Linked DNA regions of Sus scrofa: region 1 is linked to region 2. A link is a contact called in public Hi-C data. All regions are on one chromosome and are shown on one strand. Each heading gives the region's core, a stretch centred on a gene start, on an enhancer-like site or on the middle of the called end of the contact. The rest is flanking DNA. Distances are from core to core; before and after follow the strand shown. Region 1 has its middle 11 kb from the start of SYF2. Region 2 has its middle 43 kb from the start of CLIC4.

Region 1 (4,128 bases), core at 600-3,099, 470 kb after region 2:
TTCGTATCCACAACAAAGGAAAAGATGATTGAATTTCCTAAAGTCCCATCATTTCATATGTCTGGCAAAAAAAAAAAAAAAAATCAGGAGTTCCTGTTGTGGCTCAGTGGGTTAAGAACGTGACTAGGATCCATGAGGATGTGGGTTTGATCCCTGGCCTCACTCAGTGGGTTAAAGGATCTGGCATTGCCATGAGCAGCAGTATAGATTGCAAACATGGCTTGGATCTGGTGTTGCTGTGGCTGTGGTGTAGGCCAGCAGCTGCAGCTCAAATTTGATCCCTAGCCTGGGAACTTCCATATGCTACATGCGCAGCCCTAAAAAGACCAAAAAAAAAAAAAAATTAGGAGTTCCTAATATGGTGCAGCAGGTTAAGGATCAGCACTGTCTCTGCAGTAGCTTGGGTCACTGCTGAGGTAAGGGTTGGATTCCTGGCCCAGCACAGGTGGTCATAGCTGCAGCTCAGATTTGGTCCCTGGCCTAGGAACTTCTATATGCCATGGAGCAGCAAAAAAAAAAAAAAAGGAATTTCAGAAAAGCACTCAGAGCTGGACCAGCAGCATGGAGCAGACTCTCCCTCAGCCCTCTGAAGGTACCAACCCTGCCACTGCCTTGATCTCAGACATCCAGGCTCCAGAACTGTGAGCCAATAAGGGTCTGTGGTGTGAGCCACCCTGTTTGTGGTACCTCAGTCCAGACCCCTGGATGCAGGACCCACAGCTATGGAGGGCAAACTCTGGGACTTGAGCATCCTTGGATTTTGGCATCATGGAGGGTCCTAGAACCATCCCCTCCAGACATGGAGGGATGACTGTACTTTATCACAGCAGCCCTGGGAAACTAACCCACCTCCTCTTGATGGAAGACCATGGACGGTAAGAAGAGAAGGCAGAATGGAGTAGGTAGGGTAGTTTCTTTGGCCACTGCAACTTGCCACAGCCCATCCTCTGGCCTCCCTAGGCCCCCTCTGCAGAACCACCAAGTCTCATCCCATGACAGCACAAGATTAAAGACCAGAATCTCATCTAAATCAGATGGAGAAGAGGCTTCTGGAGCACAGTCAATGAGCACAGCTTCTCTGGATCTGAAGAGCCGTCAATTAAAGAAACCAGTTATCTACCTGCCCCCAGGAGCCATAGGCAATGAGAAGACTGGTCATGGAATTCTTCTCCTTTTCATTCTCCTCATTCTCCTCAAGAGCCTGAAACCATCTTCTCTAAAACTAGGTCAAAGATCTCTCTCAATTGTGTTCCTCCCTCCTTATAGAAGACCTCAAAGCTGGAAAGGGATTTAAAGTTTAAACCAACCTCACACACAACCTGGGCAAATCTCACTCTAGACACGGTGTTGAGTGAGGAAAGTCAGACTCCGGAGACTAGATCCTATATGATTCCATTTATGAAAAGCTCAAAACTGGCAAACTAATCGGTGGGAGAGGTCAGTTATGGCGTGAGGTCATGAGGGACCCCCTAGACTTGACCTGGTTGATGGTTGCACAAGCTTACATATATGTAAAAATTCATGTTAAAAGTATGCACTTCATGTAAGTTATACCTCAGTTTTTTAAAAAGAGGTTTAAGTCAGTACTGTGGTTCCCACACAAGGACTTCATCAACCAATAAAATTCCATACTTCCTTCCCCACCTCCCAAGTAGAAGAAGTAATTTTCTAGAGTGACTCTGGATTAATGCCACAACTAGGAAAAAATCTAATGCTTGCTTCTTGGGTTAAAAAAAAAAAAAAAGACTGATTTTGAAGCTATGCTCCCAATATCCCACAAGGGGGCGCTAAGTAGTTGCCGAGATCACTCCAAAGGGCTGTTTCATTGTCGCTGCTTTCCTTCCCCACCCCTATTCTGCTTTCAGGCTCTGTCCCTGCTCACACTGGCCTCTAAGCAAGAGGTGAGGGCTAGACCGGTCCTATCTGAGGGCTTCTATTATATCAAGAAGTATGGGGAGTTCCCTTCGTGGCTCAGCAGTTAACGAATCTGACTAGGATCCATGAGGAGGCGTGTTCTATCCCTGGCCTCACCCAGTGGGTGGGGGATCCTGCTTTGCCATGACCTGAGGTGGGGGCCGCAGATGCGGCTTGGATCTCGAGTTGCTGTGGCTGTGGCGTAGGCCAGCGGCTGTAGCTCCCATTCCACCCCTAGCCTGGGAAACTCCATATGCCACAGGTGCAGCACTAAAACGCAAAGGGGGGGTGGGTGTGAGAAATGCCAAAGCAAGATTTTGTCAAAATTGTGGTATATTTTAGATGTTTTCCATATATGGGGTGAATGATAACCCATGTACGGAAGATGCCATACATTGTAGAGCATACTTTTTGAGATTGTTGAGTATTTTCTGCATCTTTCCCCAGGGGGCCATTTCCAGCTGAAGAAACACAAGCCTGCCCTTCTGAACATACCCCCCCCACACACACACACACATGTACACACACATACACATACAGGTTTCAGCCAGGTGAGATGTGGTCAGTATCTCCTAGTTTCTTGTGGTCCCTCCAGCCTGTCAAGCTCCCAAAAGCCTGCAAATTTCCAAACAAAAATGCCACAACCTCATCCACAGGGGCAAGACTGGATCCAAAGCTCAACTATTCATACATGATTTTTATAGAGAAGGGGGGTTTGTTTGTTTTGTAATGATTTGACAATAAGTGCTGGTTCTTTTGTAGCAAAAAGCCAGGTGGGACCTCAGATCCCTGGATTTGGCAAGTAGTTGCCATTTGTCTGCAGCTGGACTTTGAGTCTGACTGCCTTGGATTGAAGAAGCAGCCCAGGGAGAGTGCAAGGTTAATCCTGCATAACCGGTGAGCTTAAGAGAGCCCAGGAGGAGGAAGGTCAGTGTGGCAGAGCACCACTCAGTGCTGAAGGAGAAGGGGCCTGGGGAATGGGGGCTGCAAAGCTCCTGGGCTTCCTATCTCTTCAAAGCGTCAGACTGGCAAAAAAAGAGGAAGTCTCTGCTGGTCCTTAAAAAAAAAAAAAGAAAAAAAAAAGACTTTGGGGGCAGGGAACAAGTCACATGAAAATCCTACCTCCCTTGGAGATTTCTGAGTGTTCAGTTTGGCATTATCTTGAATTGGAGGTGAGGAAAGAGAACAGACAACATATAAGAAATGTATGAGGATGGTACTTCATTCATTTTGTTATCTTATTATAATTCACACGGTCCCCACCCCACTATAAACTAGACATGTCTAAGCGCGTTACACTCATCCAGTTCTCCCAACGATGCTCCAAGGAAAGCATCAATAATGATTTTAGAGCTGGGGAAACTGAAGTGCAAAGCAGGTGGCTGACATTATGGACAGAGTTGTGTCCTCCCAGATTCATAGGCTGAAACCCTAACCCCCAGTATGCCTAGATTTGGAGATGTGGCCTTTAAGGAGGTCACAAATGTTAATGAGGTCATAGGGGTGGGGCCCTAATCCAATAGTACTAGTGTCCTTATATGAAGAGGAAGAGATGCTAAGAATACACATGCACAGAGAAAAGGTCACGTTAGGACAGCAAGAAAGTCACCATCTACATACAAGCCAAGGAGAGAATCTGGAAATTGACCCTGCCACACCTTGAGCTTGGACTTCCAGCCTCCAGAACTGTGAACAAAGACACATCTGCAGTTTAAGCCATCCAGTATTGTGTTGTGGCGATCCTGGCGAACCATACAGGGGACCTGCCCAAGAAAGTTTTCCAGTTCAGGTGGCAGAAACCACTGTACCTGCCAATGCATTGACTGCTGTTTCCTCTAATCTTGTCAGGTGCGTCTTCCCTCAGCCTCAAGTTGTTTCCTCATGCTTGTATTCTGCCTTATGCCTGAAGAGATCGCTGCAGATTTTCAGAGTTGTTGGTGCAGCTCCTTTCTTTCCAGCACTCTGTACCCTGAGCTCCTGCTACTGGGATCTCTGCAGAGCTTCAGTTTTACCTCCTCTGCTAAAGGTGTCCCTGGGCTCCACCTGGGTTCTCCCCCCATGCACAGCTAGGAAGTTCTCTAAAGGCAGTAAGCTGGGGGTGATCATAGAGCTATCCTTGCTTGTTTCCTCTCCTAATGAACCACTGGCCTTCCTAGCTTGCTCTCCAGTAGCTTGGAAATTGCTATTTCACATATGCTTTTTTTCTTTTCTTTT
Region 2 (3,942 bases), core at 1,393-3,892:
CTGAACCGCAGTTGCGACCTACACCACAGCTGAGGTAAGGCTGGATCCTTTAACCCACTTTGCTGGGCTGGGGATCAAGCCTGTGTCCTGGTGCTGCAGAGACACCAATGATCCTGTTGTGCCACAGTGGGAACTCCGTAAGTGGAGTTTTTTGGTTTTGGGTGTGTCCACAGCATATGGAAGTTCCTAGGCCAGGGATTGAACCCAAGCCACAGCAGTGACAATGCCAGATCCTTAACCTGCTGCACAAGGCACCTCCCTCTAAGCTGTTATCACTTCACCTTGGAGGATGCTCAAGCCCATGGGAGAATTTCTGTTCCTGAGCATTCCACCACCACTACCATGATTTCATGGCTAGTCCCAGCATCTGTTCCCCATCTCTCCCACCATCAGAGCCCTATTTGGCTCTACTGGAATCCCATGTGATTGGCTGGGGATGGGGGTGACCTCCAGCTCCAGGGCAGGCTCTGATGGCTTAGGCCAAGCAATGCGTCTTTCCCATATCCTGTCACTAAACCAGAGCCAGTGATTTGTCAAAAGAAGTCAGCAGGGCTTTTGGGGGAGAGAAGCTGCTTTTGCTTCTTCAGAAGTAGTGGGAGGGATACTGTTTCCTGGAGAGTGTGTTGAAGGGATGTGAGAGCTGGAGGTACAGCAGCTCTTTTGCCAAAAGAGGATTCATTTTGAGGATGAAGACAACATATAGAGGAAGGCAGAGCCCAGACACTTCATAGTGAAATAGCACCCAGTCTGTGGTTTTGTTTGTTTGTTTGTTTGTTTGTTCCTGGCATGCGGAAGTTCCTGGGCCAGGAATGGAATCTGCACCATAGCAGTGACAATGACAGATCCTTAACCACTAGGTCACCAGGGAACTGCCCCAGTCTGTGTTTTTATTAGTTCCTATTGTTGTGTAACCAATCACCCTAAATTTTTTTTTTTCTTTTTAGGGCCATACTTGCAGTACATGGAAGTTTCCAGGCTAGGGGTTTGAATGGGAGCTACAGCTGCTGGCCTACGCCACAGCCACAGCCACAGCCACAGCCACGCAGGATCTGAGCCATGTCTGCAACCTACACCACCACTCACGGCAACGCTGAATCTTTAACACGCTGAGCAAGGCCGGGGATCAAACCTGTATCCTCATGGATCCTGAGCCACAACGGGAGCTCTTGAGCTGGGTTTTCTGATCCATGCTAATCAAAGAGCCCTGGTTAGTACACCCAGTACCTCCTGGGATGTGCCTTCATCTTCCTGGCCTCATTCTCCAGACCTGCCTTGTCTGACTGAGTCCCTCTTAAGTGCAGAGGTGAAAACTGGGCTTAGGCTCCAAGAGGGGTCTTTCATCTTATGACAAAGCATGTGGCCCAGGTCCATGACCCACGGTGACGATGCTGTAGGAAAACTGCTCTGTTGATTCATGATCCATCGTATTCATTTTTCCATTGGCTGCTCATGCCAAGACATGACTTTTCCATCCTGGACCTATCCTTAAACATTTGGCAACAATTTCCACGTCTCTCCAGATTGGTCCCCTTTAGAGGGACAAAGAAATCAACCTCATGGCCAAGTGGGAAGAGCTCTGGGTCCACTTCCACTTTGGCCACCTTGCTATGTGACCCTGAGCGGGTCCCTGCTTCCCTCTGGGCCTTGGCGCCCTCCCTTATGAAAGAGAGGTTTGGGCTAACTGCCTGAGCAGGCTTCTAGGATTTTCTTAGTTCCCTCCTGTCCAGAAGAGACATGACATTTCAGGATTAGCTTCACCCAGACCATCCGGGTCTGTGTGGGCCTTCACATCTTAGCATACACGTCATGTCCTTTGCATCTGCATCTCATCTGATCCTCCCAGAAGCCAATGAAGAAACAGGACCAGGCAGACCTGCAGGACAGACGTGGTTTTGCCTCCGGGGCCTGCAATACAAAAGCCCCCATCATTTTTTGAGTATTTTCTCCTCGTTGTGTGCCAAGAACTTCATGGATGTTCCTTTCGTCTCATTCTCACGTCAACCCTGATGGGTGGTTACTATAATTACCCCTGTCCACAGATAAGGACGATGACGCGCGTGGAGGGGGTGAAGTAACTGTCCAAGGGACAGGAAGCAAAAGGGAGCGGTGGAGCTGGGATTCGAACCTGGCTGGAGGGCCTCAGGGACTCCCTGTGTTTTGCACCACACCACACTCCCTCTTGGTATTTAACAGGCGTGCAGGGCTGGGGCTGGAGCTGGGGCGGGGCAAAGCTAGGAAGCCTGAGACTTGGGTTCGCGAACAAACTCTGGATACTCACCTGTTCTGCGGCCAGGGCAAAGCTCGCATCGCTCTGAGCGTCGGTCTCCTTATCCTTACAATGCGGATAGTGATTCTCAGGGAATTTTGAGGCCTGGGGACAACATTTGCTGTGAGGGCCCCTGTGGACGGCCAAGAGCTGCCTAAATGTAAGAGATGCTTGTTTTTCTTCATCCCGGAGCAGGAGCTGGGGTTGGAAGGCCGACCAGGGTGCGCCAAGTGTCCCAGAGTGGCTGTTTTCAACCTTGGCGTGCATGAAAGCCCCTGGGAAGGAAGAGGCAGGGCGGGAGGAAAGGCCAGAGCCCCAGGTTCTTATCTAGAACTTCCCTCCACGGGAAGAGAAACTCCGGACTGCCACCACCAAGTTCCAAGCATTCCAGCCGGCTCAGCGGGAGGAAGCCTGTCATCGCCTGACCTTGCAGCAGCCCTAGAGGGGCCGGGGCGGGGGGGGGGGGGGGTTGGCAGTAATCCTCTCTCCCAGCCTCTGTCCCTGCCCTGCCCTGGTCTCACTGTCCAGGGCATGGCCCGAGGCCCAGCCCCCAGGCCTGTCCTACCAACAGGCCAACCATACCAGGGGGCGGCTTTCGAGAGTGACTGGGACTTGGAATCGGGGCTCCCAGGCTCTGGTTCTGGTTTCCTCTCTGGACCTCAGGGTCTCCTCTGTGAAACAGGGACATCAGTGAAGGTCGCCAGTAAACGGCAGTTCTGGGATGGGACAGATGTGCCTGTCCTGGGGTCAAGCAAGAGCCACCTGCTGCACACGTCACGGAGTGCTCCCTGCTTCTGCTTCCTGGGCTGCCGGAGAAACACACACACATGCTGCCCTCTTGGTTGGCGGTCAACAGCACTCTGGCCCAGGAAGTCCAGGTTCAAGCCATCTTTGTAATTTTGTGTCTGATTCTTCTTGAATTCTTGCTCCCAGTTGGGCTGCAAGGTCCTCAAGGATGAGAGACTGGGTGTTTCTGTGTGCCAAAGGGAGTTAAGGATCTGGTGTTGTCACTGCAGCAGCTCAGGTCACTGCTGTGGCTCGGGTTTAATCCCTGGCCCAGAAACTTCCATATACCGAGGACAAAGAAGGATGAGAGGGAGTTCCCATTGTGGCTCAGGGAATTAAAAACCCAACTAGGCAGTTCCCGTCTTGGTGCAGCAGAAACAATCCAACTAGGAACCATGAGGTTGCGGGTTCAATCCCTGACCTCGCTCAATGGGTTAAGGATCTGGCATTGCTGTGAGCTGTGGTGTAGGTCCCAGAGGTGGCTCGGATCCTGTGTTGCTATAGCTGTGGCATAGGCCAGCAGCTGTAGCTCCAATTAGACCCCTAGCCTGGGAACCTCCATATGCCTCGGGTGCAGCCCTAAAAAGACCAAAAACAAACAAACAAAAAAAACCCCAAAAAACCCCAAAACACCCAACTACTATCCACAAGGATGCAGATTTGATCCCTCGCCTCACTCAGTGGATTAAGGATCTGTCACTGCTGTGAACTGTGGTGTAGGTCACAGACATGCCCTAGATCCCTCGTTGCTGTGGCTGTGGTGCAGGCTGGAAGCTACAGCTCTGATTTGACCCCTAGCCTGGGAATTTCCATATGCTGCTGGTGTGGCCCTAAAAAGAAAAAAAAAAAAATTTTTTTTTAATGTTTTCGGTCTTTTGTCTTTTTAGGGC

The links. A called contact is a pair of places that touch in the nucleus more often than the background predicts.
Region 1: a contact with region 2 is called in a Hi-C map of omental adipose tissue, with 1.9 times the contacts expected there. The contact joins two enhancer-like sites. A contact is called at or near these places in 8 of 47 Hi-C or Micro-C datasets (embryonic fibroblasts, fetal skeletal muscle, heart right ventricle and 5 more).

The regions. Positions count from the first base shown.
Region 1 is chr6:82,830,687-82,834,814 of Sscrofa11.1, forward strand. No RefSeq gene overlaps it. Among named protein-coding and RNA genes, the nearest start is that of SYF2, 11 kb to the right of the region's middle. Within about 2 kb of position 1,850, at least 12 of the 83 cell types and tissues checked have an H3K27ac peak or open chromatin away from gene starts, as enhancers often do. A contact at or near this core is called in omental adipose tissue, where this site is marked.
Region 2 is chr6:82,356,054-82,359,995 of Sscrofa11.1, forward strand. No RefSeq gene overlaps it. Among named protein-coding and RNA genes, the nearest start is that of CLIC4, 43 kb to the right of the region's middle. Within about 2 kb of position 2,643, at least 17 of the 83 cell types and tissues checked have an H3K27ac peak or open chromatin away from gene starts, as enhancers often do. A contact at or near this core is called in omental adipose tissue, where this site is marked.